Regions from separate parts of the Mus musculus genome. Here region 1 is linked to region 2. A link is a contact called in public HiCAR-type data. All regions are on one chromosome and are shown on one strand. Each heading gives the region's core, a stretch centred on a gene start, on an enhancer-like site or on the middle of the called end of the contact. The rest is flanking DNA. Distances are from core to core; before and after follow the strand shown.

Region 1 (3,910 bases), core at 441-2,940, 560 kb before region 2:
TCCCAAAGTAATAATACAGACTTTAGCATAATCAAATATTCTCTAAAGGGGTCTAATAGTGGAAATCACAGGTGTGCTAAAATAAGAAGCAGAAAGGAAGACTCATCAATCACCTCGATTGAACTTAGCATACCCAAAGGAACCCTGTGTGTAACTAATAGTTTGGGGTATAACCTCTGGCTCCATCTACCACCAGATAGATAGTCAACAAGGAAACTCTGTGTCAGAAAAGATCCCTCTTACCTGTTACTTAAATGTAATCTTGGTTGTCAGCAATTTACCGAAATGTGCTGTTTTAGTATCTCTGATTCTTCTCATACTATTGACAAGTATTGATGGAGAAATAAATAAACAAAATCTTTCAAACAAATGTTGACCGACAACATGGCTAAGATGGCTCTCCCCTTCTTTGGCCTGCTAATGTTTCTACTGGCTACCATAATTGGGCCCTGCATCCACCAAACAAGGCTAGAATCATTGCCACTTGACAACATTATTAAAGACAGTCCCCTATCAAGGATTTGAGAAGGACACAAAGGTCAAGGGGAGAATGAGAAACCTGCCTGACTCCATTTTTAAGGTAGGAGACATTTTGTTGTATTGTTAAACACAAAGTTTCGTTTATTGTAAGAGTTGAGTTTCTGTTTTTAAGTTTCTGTTTCTTGGAACCTGCCCTGCACCACCCTGTGACCATGACTTGTTTTTGAGAACACTTTGACCCTCCCTTATCACTAAGTACTTGGTTTTTGTCCTTTTGAAATTTTCCTATACTTCCCAACTGCCCTGTTGTCTTGCTTCTGTAACACTGTTTTGCAACTACTTGTTATTTTGCTCCTTAAAAGGGACTCTCAGCACTTCTCTCTCTAACCCCTAATTGGCCAGGTCTCTGGTGCTCCTGGATATAATAAAGCTTGCTTCAATTTTAGCTCTAAAATTATGGTAGTGGTCTTACTCCTGCCTTGTGGAATTAACAATTCTAGGAATCGTGCTCTATAACTTAAAATGTAAAATTCTTCATAGGAATAAGAGGGTCTCTCATTTCTTAGACTTTTCTGAAACTCTATCACAGTTCTGGGAACACTGGTGGTTACCTTACAGCTTAAATAATCAATGATCTTCAAAAATTATTAAAATGAAGTTGAGAGGGATAGACTTCCCATATGGCGGTTGAACAGGCTTCTGAACAGTATAGTTTGAATTGCTTTGCTGAATGAAACATTATTTTGTAAAGCATAAAGTCTCCGTATTGGGGATGGCAGGATGTGTCTTGACAACTTAGGTTCCATCCCAAGACCCACACTGTGGAAGATGAGGTCTTCTGACCTTCACCTGCGAGCCTTGGTATGCACACATGCATACATACACACAGATAAATGTAAAATAAAAAAGACCCGGTATGTATAAATTCATAATTGTATAAATTGTGTTAGTTCACATATTTGCTTTCTGATGCCAAATTGGACACTGAGATATGGGTTATAGTAGGCTTCCGCTAGGGGGCGCCAGACAGTGCACAGAAGTCTGACCACACTACGCAGCCGCAGTCCAGGCACAGGCGGGACACGCCCTAGTTGATGCGCGTGACGTCACCTGAGGGCGCGGCCCGCGGAGGGGGCGGAGCCTCCCCACCGCGAGGGGAAGGGCCCGCCCCCGAGCGCAGCTTTCAGGGCCAAAGTAGGTTGCGAGTGGGAGGCGGTGGCTGTAGCTCCACGGCTGGGGGAAGATGGCGCCGCCGGTATCGGAGCGGGGACTGAAGAGCGTCGTGTGGCGGAGTGAGTGCGGAGGGGTCAGGGATGAGGCCGGGAAGGGTCGGCTGTACGGGGGTCTTCTTTCCCGCTGCAGCTCTGCAGCCTCTCTGGGAGCTGCATGGGCACTTGTTGCTTTGGGACCAAGTCCCTGGCTTGACTCCTTCCGGCTTGCCCAGAGTCGGGTTTCGTGCCAGCACCAGGGATGGGCGGGGTGGCCAGACGCGGCCTTCTCCGCGGCTTTGGCCAACTCTCACCCCGGTGAGGTTCTTCCGCAAAGCCCCACCCTTGGGCGACCTGACTCGGGCCGACTTTCCCTCCCAAGTCCCTGTGCTGTCCCGGGACAGCTCTTCCCATTGCACCCCCCTCGCCACACCAGGCACGGACGTCTCTCCATCCGACACAGTCTGAGCTCTGTGTTACTACTCTGTCCCGCCCTCGTCCCCGTGTTTTCAGAAGCCGCTTGGTGTCCCATATTCATGTTAGCACCGAGGGTTTTTACTACCATCCTTTTCAGTGTCTTGTCCTTTAAAAAGTGCAGGCGTAGCTTTTCAAGAGCGCCTTCTGCCACTGTTCCAAGAGAATATGACTTGCTTTAAAAAAAAAAAAAAAGAGTTCTTGAGAAAGCAACAGCGGACTGTTAAAGTTTTATCTAGTATCCGGTCCCTGCATAGTCTGCTCCTTGTGTTACAATTGGTCTTCTTGTTGGTTCGACCAACTTTAATGACTTTTATTAAAATGACACCAAACCTAGGTCTGCCAGGTTAGAAGAGCAATGAAAGCAGCAAACCGGAAGGACCTTCCTTGTTTGGCATCTCTGGGTTCTAAGTAATTATAGTCTAGTAGTAGAAAAGGAATAACGTCTTATTAGTGTTTCTTACTCCGACTTGGGGAACAAGGAACAGAATAGGAATTAGCCAACAGAATTCTGCCTTCAAGAATTCCTTGTATAAAATTAAAATCCAAAACAGTACAGGCATGGTGTTTACCATATAGAAGGTACTAAATAGATAAGTAGACTTTGTGAAATACAAAATTATCCTTTCATATTTATTATTTTCAAATTTATCCTTTCTGGGGGCCTGCAAGGTGGCTGAGTGGGTAAAGGTGCTTGCTGTCAAGCCCAAGGACACGAATTGCATCCCCAGGGACCCACGTGATGTAAGGAAAGCACTGACTTAGGCAGATTGTCTATATTGACTCTCATACGAAAGTGGGTGACAAATTGTGCTGAAGAAATTACTTCTGAGTTATAATGGCACCTTATATCAGGGCTTATGAGAAAAAGATACCGTTATGCTAGTAACGCCAGTATCAATAGCATGAAGATAACAGGCTTTCCCTGTTCTTGTTAACTTAGGGTAACACCAGGCTCACCACATGGAGAGTAGAATATAGATAGGCAGGCTGGATGAAAGGAAAAAGATGTAAGGCTGTAAAATAGTCTTAGGACCGCCTGTAACTCGAAACACACAACCAAAAGACAAGAATAGCCCAAAACATATACACATTAAGGGGCTGAAGAAATGGCTTAGCTGAAAAAATAAGAATAGGTCACCTTTCCACAGACTGACGCATGGCGTAACAGTGCACATACAAAGGAATACATGTCTTTTTTTTTTTTTTCAGTAAACGTAAGTACAATGCTGATATATTTTATGCTACTGCATCTTGGAAACACGCTAAAGAAAAAGCCAGTCACAAAGGGCATAGTATGACACCATTCATGAGAAAAACATCCAGGACAAGCAAATCTAGAGAAACAGGAACTCCTTCCTGTGTCCCAGCCTGGAGAGATGGGATTAAAGGGATGGGGTTTCTCTTTTGGTTTTTGTTACTGTTGTTTTGCTTTGGTTTTTGGGTTTTTTGAGACACCTTCTTGCTGTGTATCCTGGGTTGTCTTTAAGCTATGTAGTCTGGGCTGGCCTTGAACTCATAGAGCACCTGCCTCTGCCTCCTGAGTCCTGGAATGTGCCACCACACAGAGCTTTGTTACGTGTTTGAAACAGGGTCTTGTGTACCTTAGGTGGCCTCACACTCAACTTTGTAGCCAAGGATGACCTTAAACTTCCGATTTCTCTGTCTTCACCTCCTGAGTGATACAATCCTGGGTAAATCCCACCATATCTGGTTTTATACAGTTGTACTCAGAGCCTTTTGCATGC
Region 2 (4,228 bases), core at 1,310-3,809:
GCTTTATGGGGGAAAGGTAAAAAAAAATTAAAGAACACCTTCCTACTTCAACTGTCTGAGACCATACAGTGTCTCCGATGATAATAAATAAGTAAACACGCTGCTCTGGGACGCTGCTGATTTTGTCTCTCCTTGTTACAAAGGATCCCCCAACACCAGATCTCTTCAGTCTGATGCATAAAGATGAATTATGACATCTGAAAACAGCAGATTATTTCCCAATTCCTGAGAGGAAGCAGAACCTTCGCAACGGTTTCTACGCTGAAGGCTCCACTCTGGAAGGGTAACAACTGGGGTGGGAAAATCATTTGAAATAAAGACTGAAGGGGAGAAAGCAAGCTGTAACTAAGTTAAATGAACTCGAGAAAGCCCCCTGCGTACGAACTTCAAAGGAGAATCAGGTTTCTTTGGAACTGGTATACTCTAAGTGACATTCAACCGGGAACTGTTGCGGATTTGAAGATGGGTCATCCAGCAAGAGAAGAATTGAAGAATGTCGGGGCTTGCTGGTGCAGAGAGCTGTGGGCCAGGGATAATGGGCATGAAGTATCAGTGGTAAAGGTAAATTCTTTCTCAACACCCTACAGAGAGAGAGAGAGAGAGAGAGAGAGAGAGAGGTCTACACAAGCTTATTTTACTTTTTCATTAAATAGGAAGACTTTCCAGTACTCATTCCATTCTCTCTGATCGGAGAATTAGGTCACAACTAACAAGTATGGATCTCAAAAGAAACCCCAAGGGGACACTGAGATTTGGGGGGATACTGAAATGGAATGTAAACAAAGAACGGGTACAGAACTCCAGCCACCCACGGCCACCTTCATGAACAGTCTTTCTTTGGAAAAAAAGGAAAGACATAACACAGAAAATACACTGAACTGAAAATGCCTTTCTCATACATGGGTTGCAACAATTGTTAATTTTAGGAAAAAAAAAAAAAGAGGAGGAGGAGGAAGATGTCCTAGTTGCTGAAACCAAGACTTTCCTAACAATTTCTCAATGCAGCAGTGTGTCAAGGTTCAGACTCTTGTGCCCAAAACAGAAGCACCAAATCTTTGAAAGTCTTGACAAGAGCAGGCTTAAAGTGACTATCTGCAGAATGTTTCATAGTTATTAGAAATTAGGACAGGATAGAGGTGTCCCAGTAAGGGTTCAACACAAGGTTATAAGTCAATTTTGAAGGAATGAGACAGATGACAGGATCTCAGCTGGCTGCGGGTCACACACAGAAGCCAATACCAGTTCTTGTGCAAAAAGAGTCTCCTAATAGGTCAACTTACAAGGAAACAAAGCACACTGGAGCCAATCTCCAGAATGGGTCTGGAGCAAAGGGATTTAAAGATCCTGTAGTATGCAGAAAGAGGGGGCTGACTGGTTACAAACCAGACTCTTGTTTGGGACAGTTGGCCACTCTGTAAAGCCATTTAATGGAACTTCTGGATGATCCGAGCTGTTCTGCAATTGCTTCTAATCTAGGTCCTAGAGGCCGTTTTCTGTTCTCTGGGTTCTGCACACAGGAATTTGGTTCGGAATACCTCTCAAGGTCGTTTTGGGTCAGGTTAGAGGGTTCTGAGCCTGCATCCTGAGGAAACATCTTGAATCAGTTTTTTGTTTGCTTGTTTTTGTTTTTAATTTTAGGGAGCAGGGGAGATATCATTTCACGGTTGGGTTTCAATGTCATTTTCATTTCCATGAGTGTTCCTTTAACTATGGAAACACAAGCCATGACCTAACAACTGCTGTGGGATTTCTGGACGTCAACCTCAAAAGTACCGACCCAGGGAGGGCACACCTCTGCTTCTGGGCTGTCCAACTTCTGCGATCACTCAAGGGGTAATTATGCCTCCAGCTTCCTGGTAGGTACCAGCGTTGGTGGACCCGGCGTTCTATATTCGGGGTGGGGGTTGGGGGGGGGGGGGGATGACCGGGAGATTCTGACAACTTAAGAAGCAGAAGCAAAGAATGCAGCGAGTCAAAGTCTCGGATTGCCTCGGCTATGACGACACACAGCCCCACGGGCCGCAGCCACCCCGGCCCCCGCCGCCCCCGCGCCTCGCCGCCCTCCGCAACCGGGGTCTCGCGCTAGCCTCGAAGCGTGCAATGGGAGCGGAGCGGCCGCCTGGGGCCGCGGGCCCGGAGGGGCGACCCAACCGGGGCGGGCGCCCGGGCCTCGCGCGCTCACCTGGTGCGTATTGTTGGTCAGCTTGGCGATGAAGTCCGGGAGGCGGCCGCAGTCTTGGTCCTCGGCGGGCGCGCCGCGGCGCCAACGGCCAGCGCGGGGGACGGGGCCCCCGGGCGCGGCGGCGCGCAGCCCCCAGCTCACCCCGACCGGACCGGCCCAGCGCAGCAGAGGAGGCGCGGGCGGCGGCGGCGCGTCCAGCCGGTCCTGGCCGACGGCGGCAGGAGGCAGCAGTTGAAGGAGCAGGAGGAGGCCGAGGGGCCAGCGCAAAAGGCCGTCCGCAGCTCCCCGGGGCCGCTCCATCGCTGCCGAATGCAGACGCCGCTGACACCTGCCACCCGGCGCGCCCGCCCACCCCCGCCGGCGCTGCGCCACACCCCCGAGCTCGGCCCCGCGCTGCTTGGATACGCGCAGCCGGGCCTCTCCTCCCCAATAGGCTGGCCGCCTGTCCTTCTTTCCCGGCCCACTCCTCATTGGCTCGCGTCGCCTCCGGCTTCGGGGGTCCTGGATTCGGATGCCAAGATGCGGGACTGATTGGCTGGAACGTGGCAGGGACGGCTGAGGTCATTCTCCACCGTCGCTCGGCGTCTGCGGGCTGGGCTCCCGGAGTTGGCCTAGGGGTTACCCCTCTCCCCTCCCCGCTCAGCCTGCAGGTTGGCGGCGCTTCCGGAGACCCTCGGGTTAGGGTTGGGTCACGTTGCCGCCTTCTCCACCCTCCTCCCAACCCCCCTCCAAACGCTCCTAAAAATTTCCTTCGGTGGAAACCGCGCCTGGGAAAGCCAGGGAATCCCTGAACTACTACTCTCAGTTGGAAAAGGGGCTCCGACATAAACTGGTACATTAGGATTTTAACCCCGGCTCGCTGGCTCGCCCATTGTCTGCTGAAGGAGCCAAGAAGGTGAATGCGAAAATCCTATGGGGCAGATGAACATCATTACACCCGTGTCTCATGGAAGCCGCAGAAGTCTTTCCAACATGTTTGGCCTCAGTCACCTTCCTCATCTGCAGGGAGGTAGTCAAGAGGCGAAAGTACTTTTTGGCTTCTGCGGACTTGGAAATGTAGGTAGCTTTGCCACCAAGTGTAGGTATACGGGAAGAGAATTGCCTAAAGCCCACTTTATATATTATCATTTTAGTACAGTCACATTCTGATTTTAGTTACCTAAAGCACCCTTAGCCCTGCAGTAAGTGCATCACACCAATTCCCTCACTGAATATGATGCCTCCTAAATGAATACCCACCTCCAGCAAATAACCTCCCCACTGTTCCCTACACCGCAGAAGCTGCTCACACAACTTTTAGAACATGCAGTGCTGGTAAAACCAGTTCTAAATCCTTAACTTCACTCCACCTCTTCCCAACATTTCAAGTTGTTCAGTCGGAACTCAGGAAGCCAGATAAAAAGATACAAAGTATGCAAAATGTTATACCAGAGTGGAAGCCATTGGAAGTTACTTTTAACTTTAACAGTAAACTCAAACGGCAGGCCTACCCGAGTATGCACACGGAATAGTACAAACAAAACTATTTACGTACTCGGGAGTTTTTCCTCTCCCCAAAACCACAGTAAGAAGGGAGCTGTGAAGCTCTGGAAAGCGGAACAGGATGGCAAATCAACAGAAAAGCCCTCCAGTTTCTGAGCCACTGAACAAGATAAAAACTGATGAGTGTGTTTTCTTTCCAGAAATATAAACGCCACATTATTTATTTTTAAGCACAACTTATTTTTAATTCGTGTCAAGTATGGATTAGATCACAAGGCAGTCAGTTACAGTAGCATGTGACCAGTTACGGAGGGGAAAAAGGGGGCTACAAAGGAATATTTCTTTGTTTGGGTGACAAAGATGAATGGTCTATTGTCTTACTATGGGGAAAGAAGAAAGCTAACTCAACAGTGCTACCTGCTGGAGAAACTACCAGATACATCTTTTAGCTATTTAGTTCCATTAACGTTTAGATTTTGTCAGTTTGTTGAACTGGGGAGTCTTTTTTTGTAGCCCAGGGTGGCTTAGAGTCTTTGATCCTCCTTCACCAGCCTCCCAAGCAAA

What was found. HiCAR-type assays count read pairs that join an accessible place to other places.
Region 1: a HiCAR-type map of astrocytes shows a contact between it and region 2, with 2.9 times the contacts expected there. The contact joins the promoter of Stxbp3 here to the promoter of Sort1 in region 2. A contact is called at or near these places in 2 of 115 datasets of contacts at active chromatin or transcription factors (astrocytes and pancreatic cancer cells).

The regions. Positions count from the first base shown.
Region 1 is chr3:108,838,282-108,842,191 of GRCm38.p6, reverse strand. Stxbp3 (syntaxin binding protein 3) reads left to right here and starts at 1,690. Exons shown (of 19, transcript NM_011504.1): 1 at 1,690-1,772. The coding sequence starts at 1,724.
Region 2 is chr3:108,282,395-108,286,622 of GRCm38.p6, reverse strand. It overlaps Sort1 (sortilin 1), which reads right to left and starts at 2,559. Exons shown (of 20, transcript NM_019972.3): 1 at 2,183-2,559. The coding sequence starts at 2,482.